Linked DNA regions of Sus scrofa: region 2 is linked to region 1. A link is a contact called in public Hi-C data. All regions are on one chromosome and are shown on one strand. Each heading gives the region's core, a stretch centred on a gene start, on an enhancer-like site or on the middle of the called end of the contact. The rest is flanking DNA. Distances are from core to core; before and after follow the strand shown. Region 1 holds the start of MGST2 (microsomal glutathione S-transferase 2). Region 2 holds the start of SETD7 (histone-lysine N-methyltransferase SETD7).

Evidence for each region. A called contact is a pair of places that touch in the nucleus more often than the background predicts.
Region 2: a contact with region 1 is called in a Hi-C map of liver, with 2.9 times the contacts expected there. The contact joins the promoter of SETD7 here to the promoter of MGST2 in region 1. A contact is called at or near these places in 2 of 47 Hi-C or Micro-C datasets (embryonic fibroblasts and liver) and 1 of 2 datasets of contacts at active chromatin or transcription factors (skeletal muscle).

The regions. Positions count from the first base shown.
Region 1 is chr8:87,390,418-87,397,254 of Sscrofa11.1, forward strand. MGST2 (microsomal glutathione S-transferase 2) reads right to left here and starts at 4,146. Exons shown (of 6, transcript XR_002346420.1): 1 at 4,105-4,146.
Region 2 is chr8:87,474,074-87,480,774 of Sscrofa11.1, forward strand. SETD7 (histone-lysine N-methyltransferase SETD7) reads left to right here and starts at 4,193. Exons shown (of 9, transcript XR_002346776.1): 1 at 4,193-4,529; 2 at 5,354-5,486.

The DNA of each region.
Region 1 (6,837 bases), core at 2,896-5,395:
AGCAAATGGAGCTGAGAGAGAGGAAAAAAAAAAAAAGGAGGTGCCAGCAGCTGCGTGACCTTTGCTCTGGAACAGAAATCAGGAAGGCAGGTGGGTCCAGGCTCGGGAGCTGCTTCCTGAATTTTTTTCAAGCCTCTCTCCTCCAGCCAATCTGCGGAATTAGCCCTCCAGCAGCAGCAGCACCTGCCGTTAAACCATCTTCTCAGCCCATTGGTCAACAATTTCCCCTTCTTCTTTCTCTTCTAACTCCTGGACCCCTTAGCCCCTCCCTGGCTCCAAGGCCTTGGCAGAGAGCTTTCTCAGCTCCCGTGGAAAAAGAGAGGAGAGGGAAGATTTTATTTAATTCCACTAAGATTTAAGTGCTAACTTAAACTGATCCTAACATTATTCCCTAGTAAATGGCAGACCCAGGATTTGAACCCAAGTCCAGCAGATTCCAGCAGTGCCCTAGGTCCTGTACTAGGCTGCTGCCCACTATCACCTTTACTCCCCCATGATCATGATGACCACAAATTTGAGATATAATTGACATATAGTATTGTCTTAGTTTCAGATGTACAATAGAAAGATTTGCTATGTGTATATGCTGCAAAATGATTGCTGCCAATAGGTTTAGGTAAACACCCTTCACCTGATTACAGTTCTTGTGCTCAGAACTTTGAAGATCTACTTCATTAGCAACTTGCAAATAGACCTGCAGTATTGGTCCCTATACATCTTATGCATTTCATCCCTAGGACTTATTTATAACTGGAAGTTTGTACCACAAATTTTTAAAAAATAAACTAGGATGTATGTTCTGAGAAGGAAGAGGGCCCTTGAGGAAATAAGTAGGCCAATATTTTTTTTCTTTTTTGGCCTCCCCATGGCATATGGAGTTCCCAGGTCAGGGGTCAGATCCAAATCACAGTTGCAACCTAAGCTACAGCTACAGCAACACTGGATCCTTAACCCACTGTGCCAGGCCAGGGATTGAACCTGTGTCCCAATGCCCCCAAGATGCCACTGATCCTATTGCACCACAGCAGGAAATTCAGAAGCCACCCCCCCCCTTTTTTTTTTTTTTTTGCTTTTTAGGGCCACACCTGCAGCATATGGAAGTTCTCAGGTTAGGGGTCAAATTGGAGCTACAGGTGTTGGCCTACTCCACAGCCACAGCAACGCCAGATCTGAGCCACTTCTGCGAATTACACTACAGCTCACATCAACACCAGATCCTCAACCCACCAAGTGAGACCAGGGATCAAACCCACATCCTCATGGATACTAGTCAGGTTCTTAACCCACTGAGCCACAATGGGAACTCCCTTGTTTTGCTCTTTGAAGATTCCACTTCCCGAAAACCAAAGTTGAGGTCCCTTCCTTGTCCCACCCAGCTCACTCAGAGGAAGCCCCAGTGCCTGCAGGAAAGCCAGTGTGTCAGCCTCGCACAACCCTACCTGGGCTCCCAATACAGACACTTAAGGATGATACACCCTTGGCAGAAGTTGAACCTCTTTGATAAGACGGGTAATGAGAACTGAAGGGAAATTTAAATGAAATAGGGATATTACAAGGACTGAATTAGTTAACATTTATAAAGCACTTAAAACAGCATACAGCATCTAAAAATGTATTCTGTGTTAAATAAACACATAAAGTGTCTAGAAAATTCCTCAGCATTAGGTACCTAATGATAAAAATATTTGTTAAAAGGTAAAAGTCATGTCTCTCATACAAATATAAAATGAGACCATATCAAAGATTTCATTGAGTTAATTTATGAGGGAACCAGTATGACATTTTAACCAGTTCAAAGGAGAGTTCAAAGTGCCATACACACATGGAGTTATAAAATCCAACTCAGTTCATTTTGAAGATTTTACTGGCTTTATTGCATGACTCATGAATTGGGCAATGTCCAATCTAACAAAGGAGCTCCGAGAAGCTGTAAGAAATGACCTTTTTTTTTTTTGCTGCACCTTTGGCATATGGAAGTTCCCAGGCCAGGGGTCGAATCCGAGCCTCAGCTGCAACCTATGCCACAGCTGCAGCAACGCCAGATCCTTAACCCACTGCATCACAGTGAGAACTCCTGGAAGATGTTTTTATAGGCAGAAGGGAGCAGAACAAGCAAGTTATACTTGGAAAAAACCAAACTGGTTATTCCAAGTTTACTTTCCCTCAGGGGGTAGCAAGGTCTATCAGGCAGGTTATCTAACTAGGACTGATCAAGCCATTCCTGGTTTAAGATTCCATTTCTGCAAGAGCAGAAACTAAGTCTGATTTGGTGACATAAGGCTTAGCCCAAGGGACTCCATTTGGGCCTGTGGCCTTGTTTTTAATAGGGAAATGGGGATTCATTTACAAATCGTTGCAAATCAGGTCTGCTCCCAGGGCCCTGCTTGTCTCCTCGTGTGGCTTCTGCTCACATTCCTTCTTGAAACCACGGAAGACCAAGACTCTGTAAGAAGATAGATCCTGGAAGCCCAGGACAGCCCTGAAATGTTCTTGGGTGTCTGATTGAATGGTTTTGGCTTCTAAACTGCAAGCCAGCCATCCTGACCCCACTACCATCTACTAAAATATCCTCCCCAAATGACAGGTCTCGAAGGAGAGGTCCAGGCAGGACTGTGGGAAGGCAGAGGCTCTCCAAGGGAGAAAACTGCCCTGAGAAAGAGAAATAGCAGAAGGAAGAGCTGAGCAAGGGAATGGGGGGCTCCTGGCTGATGGCCACAACCACTGGGTGTTTCTAACCACTGTTTTGAGAAGTACAGGTACCTCCACACTAGGGAACTCACTTTAAGAACACAACTCCAGGAGTTCCCATCATGGCTCAGAGGAAACATTCCTGACTAGTAGCCATGAGGATGCAGGTTCGATCCCTGGCCTTGCTCAGTGGGTTATGGATCGGCGATGCCGTGAGCTGTGCTGTAGGTCGCAGGTGCAGCTCAGATCCTGTGTGGCTGTGGTGTAGGCCAGCAGCTGTAGCTGCAATTTGACCCCTAGCCTAGGATAGACCCTAAAAAGCCAAAAAAACAAAAAACCCACAACTCTAGAGTGAACCTTGGCCCCCAGTGAATTGCCTTCTTCCTACTTTCTGGACAAATCCTGAGATTCCTAACTTGACGTCTAGCCAATCCTAGTCGGTCACCAACCTGGGTCCTAAGAGCTGTTAATACAACAAAAAGTGCCTCAAATGCTTTGAAATCCAGTGAACACGTGTGCTATCTGCTTTAATAGATCTGGTATCATCTCTGCCTCTTGGAAGGTATGAAACAATGGAACTTTCGATAATGAAATGTTTATCAACACCTTCTGTGGTGAGAAAACTTCCTGGTAATCCCACATTTGAAACTCCGCCACAGCGTTTAACAAACTAACAAAAATCTGAGTTTCTACCTCTCCCCCAAATGGTAGAGGGTAAAAGGCATTTTCCCTGAAGTTAATACATATAGATCCTTCCAGTATGGGTCCTATTCCTTAAATTTTTATCAGAAATGAAAAACAAGAGGAGAAACAACATATTGGTAATTATAGTAAAATGTTTTAAAATTATTATATTACCTATGTAAACACAAAGCAATCTATAAGAGTTTCTGAGAGGTTAGCTTATTAGTTATCGCTTTTTTTACCGAAATTATACGCTGGATAAGGCAAACAGAGTATTGAAATATAAAAACAGCCTCGAACCCAGCAAAAGAGCTGATGTCACGAAACGTAAACTCTAAACGTAAATATTTGAGTAAATTTGCTAATAGATGAAAAGATATGTATTTAACCATAGAAATGTTCTCAGACCAATTGCATGTCCATCCCACCCCCAATTATTTCCTGATCTCACCCACTGTGTTCGATCCTCATCCTTCCAAAAACGCCAGCTCGTTGTCCTGGTTTCTGCTGGCATTGCAGCAAACCCTCTCTGCTGCCAAACAGGCCTGGCAGCCGAGAGAGACAGAACATGCACTGCCTTCCGCGGTGGCCACAAACAAGCAGTGATCACAATTATCAAGGACCATAATGAAACTGACAGCACTACTGGTCTGAACCCAGCCAGCACCCAGATTGAGACTCGAACCCACGTGCCGGGACTCGAACCCACAGTTTTAAATGAGAATCACTCACCCGGTGTCTGGACTCGCTGAGGTTCAGGTTCTTCATGCCTCCATGCAGGAATTCAGTGAGAGACAAAGCCATAGGCAAGAAACGGATTTATTAAGATAGGACGCTTGTGAGAGAGGCAAGCAGGCAGGCAAGAAGGCTCTGCCCAAGGATCCGATGGGCCACAGGTTTATCATCCAAGGGGAGTGGGGGTGGGAAAGGCCTGCCTCTTCCTTTCTGGGAGTAGTAGCTCCTCTTAGTATCTGGTAAATTGTGTATTCAAATCAGCTGAAGGGCCTGGCTTCAAACTCTTGCCCTTGGTCTGAATCTGAATGCAGGCCTCATCCCATGCCCCACCCAATGACCTGAGGCAATTCTTACACCTCCACTAATCAAGCAAGCCTGCCTTGTTCTGGTGGCCTTGAACTTACAGTGGTCTCCCAACATCCCCTAGGTTTCTCTCTTTATCTATGGTCCCTTTTTGAGACTTCTACAACTACCTGTGCCTACTCTATCCTTGTCAGTAATATTTTTTTTTTTTTTTTTTTTTTTTTTTTTTTTTTTTTTTTTTTTTTTTTTTTTTTTTTTTTTTTTTTTTTTGCTGTTGCTATTTCTTGCCTCCGGCATATGATTCCAGGCTAGTGAATCAGCTGTAGCATCTACGCAAGCACAGCAAGCGGATCGAGCCGGTCTGCCTACACCACCTCTAACGCCGGATCGTCCCATGAGCGGCAGCGACCCCCCTCATGGTCCTAGTCGATTCGTTACCACTGCCACGACGGCTCTATTGCATTCTCTTACTGAAGGTCCTGATCAATGGAAAACACAAGGTAACAACTCAGCAAGTGTTGAAACAAAGCTCAATTAAACCAAACACGAAATTACACCCCAAGCTACATGTTGCAAAAATTTAGGGACTTGCAGCGGTCCTGCAGAATATTTTCTCCCCACCCAGAAGCTGGAGTGCTTTGCTCTGTGACCCTGGGTGTGGAAGCCAAGCTAGAGCAGACCAAGGCATGACATTCATCAGGGAAACCTCTGTCCTGGGATGCGCAGGGCACAGGGCAGAGGATCAGAGCTGGGTATCACCAAGGCTCGGGCAGAAACTGCCTGTCATCCAACACCAGGAGTGTCCCATCCTGGCTCCAAGGCAGAAAGCAAAGGAGAGCAGAAAGGCAAAGAAACCAAAGCTCAGGCCTCAGGGTGTCTGGCTCAGATCCCCATATAGTGTGGGAGAGGCGAGTTGCTAAACGCCCTCGCACGTTTGCTCAAAGGGCAACAATAGCACCTACCATTCAGGGGCCCTCTGATGATGCCATGAAAGATGAAATAACATGCAGGAAACAAACAGCACAGACCCTGGCATGTGGCAGGATGTCCCCAGGGTCTCTGCCCCCACCCCATGCCCTCAGGCCCAGTGGACACAGAGGAGACAAGGCCACGGCACAAAGCAAAACCAGCAGCGAAGGCCGAGGGCCCTTAGAATTTCCCAGAAGAATAGAAACAGCCCTTGAATTGCTTCAAAATGGCTTTTGATGGTAATAAAAAGTCTGAACCTGTGTTGTCTTCAGGTTTACGTAAGGTCTGGGAGAGGATAAAGTAAAGCAAAAGCTAGAGACCTGGGAAGGGATTGGAAACCCTCCCTGACAGCCCCTGGTACATGCAGCCCTCCTCACACAGAGATGCACGCGTATTCCTACACACTCACACACCTATGAACTCACACACACACACTCACACACGCCACACTCATGTTCCCCAAAGGGGATTTGTAAGCTGAATGTTGCACCTCAGGACACATACTCTCACAGAAGTAACATTATAAATGGTGGCCGTGTTGTCAGGTTAAACAACATGTTAACGCATAAATGAGGTGACCCAGGTTTGAGGTCATGTTGTCAACTGAACAACAAAAGGAACACTAATCATTCGCTGAGTAGTATTTGAAATAAGGTACTTTAAAAGAGGGCCGTTGGCATAAATCCCTGCCCTGCACCATGGGGAGAAGCCAGGCTCCCCATGCCAGGCTCCCCATGGGCCGTGCTCAGAGCTGGAGTCATAAACTTGCTGGGCCAAGAACAGCAAGAGGCAGGAGAGCCCTGGGCCTAGAGGGCTGAGGCAGCCTACACGAGCCTCGGTCTGATGGGGCTCTGATGTCCAACACCCCAGCTGCCAGCTCCACTGGGCCATGCCAGGCCCCACCGGTGCTGAACAGTCTTAACTACTCTGCCTAATCAACAAAGGTGCGCATGTCTTATTCCCATTTTTCTGGTGGAGAAACTGAGCTCAGAGATGCGTGACTTAGCCACAGCCAGTCCAGCTCAGTCCTGCTGCTCCCAAAGCCTTGGCACTGAACTGGCCACACACTGGCGTCCCCTGAGGGTCATTAAAAATACTGGCATGAGCTCTCCCCACACAACGATTCTGATTTAATTGGCCTCAGGTTCGGCCTGAGCACCTGAATGTTTTACAACTCCCTGGAAGATTCTAGGGCATGGCCAAGGTGGAGAACACCGTCAAAACCAGTATTTCTCAGCATGGGCCTCCCCACCCACTCCCATCACCCGCGGTGATGTGAACGCACAGATTTCTAGGCCTCATCCAGGATCCATTCCTGAGCATGGATGTCAGTTGATTAAGCAACCACAGCCCCTCGTAACTCACACAACACTCCGAGGAGGCTGTCAATTAATCTCACTTTGCAGATAAGGACACAGGGACGCAGAGAACTTTGGGAACTAGTCACTCCATCTGGCT
Region 2 (6,701 bases), core at 2,943-5,442, 84 kb after region 1:
TGTCATGACAACATGAATATTCTGGTCCCTTGGCCATAATTCAGGTATGTACATCAGTCTCCTAAGTCTGGTTAATGTGAGTTTATTTGAGGAAGGCCAGGATCTGGACCTTGATGAATGTTGTGACATTTGTGATGAAAAGGTCAGCTGGAGATGCCCTTCCCTTGCCTCTGTGTACAGTAACACTCACAGTCGCACAAGGCACACATTCCCCACAGTGTTAGCATTTGTACATGACTGATTCCAGGACCCAATGAACTTGATTATAGCCCACTAAAATAATTTTTAAAGCAATCAAATATAACGATGCTTAATAAAACACATTGGTTTTCTTGGTAGTTTTATTTCTCAAATTCCTGCATCCCACTGATTTTTCTGAAGTACTTTCTAAAGCAGTCACTCCTTTGTTATCGTTTCCAAGTCTTTCTTTCTTTTTTTTTTTTTTTTTTTTCAAATTATGTTACTCAGCAACTTCACCAGGCCCAAGCCTGACAACTGTTTTCTTATCCCAGAATGCCAAGACCAAAAGGACCAGGCACACTTTGGAAGAAGAAGGTTTGCCCTGAGTGGACCCAAACAGGTAGACCTGAGCTGCATCTTCACTCCCTCCCTGACCCAAAAGGTCTAAATTTAGTTTACCGGATATACTGCAATGACATTAACATGTTGCAAGAACAAGAATCAAGCCAAAGAGAGAAAATGTAGCTGAATATGATGTGAGATATGTAAATGCCATGGCAACTGGGATGTCTTCTCTATTATTTAATTCACTTCCTCAGGTCAGGTTATCCTGCCCTCTCCCTGCACTTCCTGTTGCTGTAATCAAATCAGGTCACCCTCAATCCCTGTGACCTCCTCACGACTGCAGTCGTGTCTATTTCCAGCAGAATGAATTTCCTCCACCTCTTCTTTTGCTCCCAGACCTTTATTTGGTGCCCTTGATGTTCCTTGTTGCTCTTCGGCGCTCCACATGCTGTAAATGCTTCTCTTTCATCCCATCTCCTCCCCCACACCCTTCTCCTCCCTGCAGCTCTCCCGCCCCTCCCTCCAGCTTCCGCAGTTGTCACTAACACAGTTAGCCACTTGACTAGCAACTCAGTGATTCAGGATCCAAGCATGTTGGTACTCCTGAAAGGCCCATGCTTCCTTTTCTAGGGTAAGACACAGTCTTCCCCCCTCCCCTGCCACCCCCACCAGATCTCAGTGCTGTTAAGTTGAGCTGACTAGGGGGCTTGAATATTCCGTTTGCCAGGGTTGCCCCTGTTTCTTCCCCTTTTTCTGTGTGCATCCCTGGAGCTCTTCATGCTCTATTTAGCTTTTCCCCAGGAAAGGTGGATGGAGAAGGTTTGAGCTTAGCATTTTAGTAGCCCAACCTCCTCATTTACAGATAGGAAAACTAAGGTCCAGAGAGTTTAATTGACCAGTTGCATGGCTAGTCCTTGGGGGAATCAAAACAGATCAGGTGAAAACTCAATCAAATTGGCAGATTATGGTGAGGGAAAAAAAAAATCTCATTAAGGGGTGAGCAATGCCAAAGTGAGACTTGATTATTTAAGAGTTCTTTCATTTGCTTTCGTCTCCCTGCCAATGGTGTAAGCAAAAGATCAAAGCAGAGCTGGCACACCAGCCACAGACCCACCCACCCGGACACCTGGCAAGGCTCTGCCTAGCAGTAGCATGGAGACCCCAAAGGCGCCTGGACCCCTCCAGCCCCTACCAACAGGACAGGAGGAGGGCTCAGTGACAGCCAGACTAATGAATTCCACACGAGTTCCACATCCATGAGGTTTTTGCTGTTTGCCAGTATGTATCGTGGTGAACTGACAGATTTTTTTCCCTTCAATGTAGGAAGATGCCCAGGAAAGTATATTTATTGCAATAGTTATATCGGTTTTGCAAGTAAGCACCAGCCTTCACTGAGGAAAGACATGGGTGGTAAAATGAATAAAATAACTCAGTATTTTGACTGCTTGCTGCAGTGGAAGAGGGACTTAAGTTTCCCAAGCTGAGTGGGAAGAGATTTAACCTTGGATGTGAAGGAAGCAAGGCAGCTTAGAAAAGTCACTCCTTGGTGTGAGCAAGTCCCACCCCATGGCCTGGCTGTTGGATGTCCCGGGTGGGCCGTCCCTTTCCTCGCTGGTGGGGCTTGTTCTGGTGCATCAGGATCTGCTGAGTTAGGAGCTCAGCCATCGCCACCGCCACCCCACAGTATGATTAAGAGCTCGATTGATTTTCTAGCCCATGACCACATCGGTGGGGACAGAGTTCGACAGAGGAGACTGGCGGGAAGCCAAGTGGAAAGAAGGCTTTATGAAATGAGCTCTCAATGAAGAAAACTGTGGGAAAGAATGCGATGGAAGCAGATTTGGGGCCAGTAGATGTGGGAAAGTAGAACTCAAAAAACGCTCTTCAGTCTCGAATGAAAACAAAGCATTTTGCAAACACAGGAAGAGGATCCAGTGTGTGAGAGACTCAGCACTGTTTATATAAAACAGAATATTCCTCTCTACACCATTATCACTGACAAGGTTTAACCTTCCTTTTGCACCATGCACTGTGCTGGGTTCTGGGGCTCTTGAGAAAGATCAGTCAGTCCATCTAGAGAAAGGGATTGAAAACACACACAAAGTGATTTGTAAAAAATGCAAATGGATCTTACGGAAGTCATCAAAACATTTTGCCTAAACTTTGGACCCAGAGCCAGCAGCATGAGTGGTGGGGGAGGGGATTGGGACTGTGCCCTGCTGCTGCCTGTCTCATGTGCAAAACTGAAGAAGGTTCTGGCAGGAAGGCCCTGGTTGCTTTCCACTCCACCCCTTACTAGTCCAGAGGAGGCCTGATGCAGAGATGGGGGCTGTGTGCAGGGTTCCACGTGTTCTCTAGCAGCAAGTGGAAAGTGAGCACATGACAGTTTGGGTGGGCAGGAAAAACTTCATAGCACCAAGCTGGACATCCTCCTCTAAACTTAAAGTTAGGGTAGGACACCCCTGATGAGATCCCTCCCTCCTTCCCTCCACCCACATACCCAACCCACTGTGAACTTGCTGCGACTCTGTGACCCCACCTGTGTATTTCGAGGGGTGATTTCTTCCAAACTACCCTCCCTCTGCTTCAGCCCCTTTTGAGTAAATACATAAATAATGTGTGCTGCCTTTAGCTTTCAGTATCTTTTAAAAAGATAAACTGGAAACTGGAGAAGAAGATGATATCTGGTGTGCTGTGTGCACCAGTATAATATGAAAGAGAGGCGATGATATGCTTAAAAAGGGAAAATAAGAAAAAATGTCATGTAACTCAAAACCAGTGAGTGAGTAAGCTTGGTACATGGTGGGGGGAAAAGAAAGAAAGAAAGAAAGAAAAAGAAAGAAAGAAAGAAAATTCTGTTTCTATGGTTCATGTTTACAAATGATGTAAAATGAAGTGGTTCTTTCATCTTCCACTGCAGAAACCCCTTCTCTGTGTAGCTTTGGAGCCAAGTATCTGCACTGGAAACCTTTAATAAGAAGGTTAAATCTAAGCCAGAAGACTTTTGAAAGGTATTGACTAAGCTGGGGAACCTCTGAGCAGTCTAGCCTAAGCTGGGGGACCTCAGAGTGTTCTAGTCTAGACTGGAGGGTCCTTCTTCCAGTGTCGCAGCACCTCTTAGCTCCTAAGGGAGGAACTCAGGCCAGAAGAGGTGGCCTCCCAGGGTCCCTCTGCAGGTGAGCAATACCAAGACCCAAGTTTCCTAACTCCTGGCACAGGACCCTTCCCTCTCTTTCTGAAACAAAGGGGGTTGAAATTCCTGGCAGAGTATAGGACAAATGTTCCTAACATGATTCTCTTTTTCACAGAGGAAAACAAAACAAAACAAAACCAAAACCAAAACCAAAACAAAAACAAAAACTGAACTTAAGGAGAAACTCACAACACTGGATAAGAATACCTGGCATTTAAGCCCAAAGCCAAAACCAAGGCGTGGTCTCCCGGTACTGGAAGTACTTTGAAATCCCCCAAGTCTCTTTTGCTGTTCAGAAAACAAAATAAACAACTTTCTCTTGCTCCCTTCTATCCCCCCGCCCTCTCCGTGCAGTAGCTGTTCTTGGCGGATGCCCAGAGCGGCACCCGGTAATTCCACGGTACATTGTGTACATTTGCATCCATTTAGCCAGCTATTTACAGCCGCCCTTTATCGCCACCTGTAAGAGGCAACGCCATAATGACACTAAGTGGCGCGGCCGGGAAGCGGGCGCCCTGTGATGTTCTCCACTTCGAGAGCCCGAATCTGTGAAGGGGTTGGCACTCGGAGGAACAGGGAGACGGCTGGGGACATCCCACGTACAGGGCGAGAGGCGCGAGAAGGAGGCGCGCCAGACAGAGGGTCCTTCCCCGGTAGCTCCACTCGGTGGTTCCTTTTCCGTTACCACAACCGCGAGGAGGGACCTGCCGGGCCTTCCGCGCGGCTTGTTTCCTGCCTGGTAAAGAGACCGCTGCCATTTGGATCTGGTGAATTTCTGAATCACCCAGGACGCCTGACGGTCCCGAGGAGGGTGAGGACGCAGCGCACTAGGGTTGGAACCTCATCTGGGCTGGATGTCACCCCCACCCCGTGTCTGGGAAACCTGCTCGCGGATGTGATGCGGCAACGCGGGGGACACCTGCGCTCCCGTGCGTGCCGCACTCGTGCAGCTCCGGGTGGCAAACGAGGGTGAAGTGAGGGCGAGAGCAGAAGGAAGTTAAGGCGCTGGAGCGTCAGGAACGCTGCCTTAGCTTCCCTTGCCCTTTGGAGGCTGTCCAAGGGGCGGGGGATGGGAGTGGGGGTGGTGAGCACTGCCCGCGGACTTCCAAGTGGTCCCCCGCACAGGTGGAGGTCGGGAGTTCTGAGCCCCTGGAGGGCGGGTACCTGGAGGTCCCGAGCGCTCGCGAGGAGCCCACCGAGCCCAGGCCCGGCGTGGCGCGGTCGGAACGCACCAGGCAGCTCAGAAGCAAAAGATAAACCCTTCTGGGCCCGGGGGCTGATGGGCTGGGGCACGGAGTCAGCGCGGACTCGGAGCGCCTTTCGTTTTAAGAAGCCTTACTTCTGGGAAGGGACAGGGAACTGTCAATCAACGAGGGAGGGAGCGCACCGGCGCTGGGTGATGTCAGCGGATCAGCTGCTCGATAACAAAGAGGGGGTATTACAGGAGAAAGTTGCAGCGGCGGCGGCGGCCACGGCGGCACCCCGAGCCTCGGAGGCAAGGGGCAAGTGGGCGAAGGGAGGAGGGACGGCTGCTGCCGGAGCAGCTTAAGGCCAAGGAATTGAAAGGGCTGTAGGGGGAGGCAGTGCGAGCCAGCCCCGACTGCTCCTCCTCTTCCTCCTCCTCTAAACTCGCAGGGTTCAGCCCCAGCGCTCGCTCAGCCGCCGGGAGCACCCGGAGGGACGGGAGGCAGCGGCGCGGCCCCGAGCTGGGCAGGGTCCCCAGCCGCCATGGATAGCGACGACGAGATGGTGGAGGAGGCGGTGGAAGGTACAAGCGTTTCTCTGGGGCCGGGGGAGGAGGCGCCGAGGGCACGGAACGCGGAAGGAGTGGCGGGCTGCGACCCGCGCGGCGCAGGGCCCCGAGGCCGCCACTGTCCCCTCCGCGGGTGGCCCGCTGCCCGGCTCGAGCAGGGGCCGGACAGCCACGGCCACGCGGGCCGGAGCGCGCACTGCGCGGAGGGGCACAGGCCGGGAACGGGGCTCGGCTGGGCCGGGGTCCCCCGGCGGGCAGGGCTGTTCCATCCCGCCCGGCCACCGCCTGCATCCGCCCTCGGAGTTGCGAAACGTGCCCCGCGCTCCGGCCCTTCCCCCTTTGGGGGATGAAAGGTGGGGGTGCGTAGAAGGACAGCCCCCCTGCGGCCGGCGGTCTCCAGGGAGCAATCCCCCTGCCCGGTTTTGGCAAGCTCGAGCCCCTCTCCGGTCGCCAGCCCTCTCCTTTCGCTTGCCTCTGGGACCCGCGGTGACCGCGGCCGCGTCCGGGTCGGTTCCGCGACGCAGTGCACGGGGCCGAACGGGGCACGTGGCAGCCTCGGGCCCGGCGGTCGCTCCTCTGAAACAGTGAAATCATTGCAGGGCCGTAGGCGACGCTCCGGACCCGGGGCTTGAACGCACGCCGACCGGGAGGCGGTTGGCCCTGGCCTCTGCTGCCCCCGAGCGAACTCAGTCAAACCGCCCCTCCCCCTCCCTGCTTCCCAGGCGGGTGCCGCCGCCGCCACGCTGTGCAGGCGCGCCGCAAGCCCGGACCGAAATTGCTGGGTGACACTTAACTTTCTGAATTCCATGCAGTTGGCTGTGGGTGATATCACCGCCTGGGTGTCGTGTTTCTCCGCCCCTTCGCTTCTAGCGCCCCTCCCCCGACTTTTCTCGCCACTTTGTTTTGCTGACTTTCTCCACCTCTTTTTTTTTTCTTTCTGTCTTTCTTTCTTTCTTTCTTTCTTTTCGCTAGTTCCAAAAAACGAGGTGGGGACGTTATACAATCTAGTTGTTTGTGTCATGAGATGTTATGATTTTGTAACAGTGAATACTGGAAAATACTCTTTAGCGTATTTATTTGCTTCTACTCGACAGTACGTCGTGATGTTTTGCGATGTTGCGTGGTATTATTCCAAAATATTTTAACCAAGCATCTAAGTAAATATTTTTTAGCTTTTGTTTGAATCTGGTTTCTATCTGATTTGTATGAACAAGTTCACATAAATGGTAA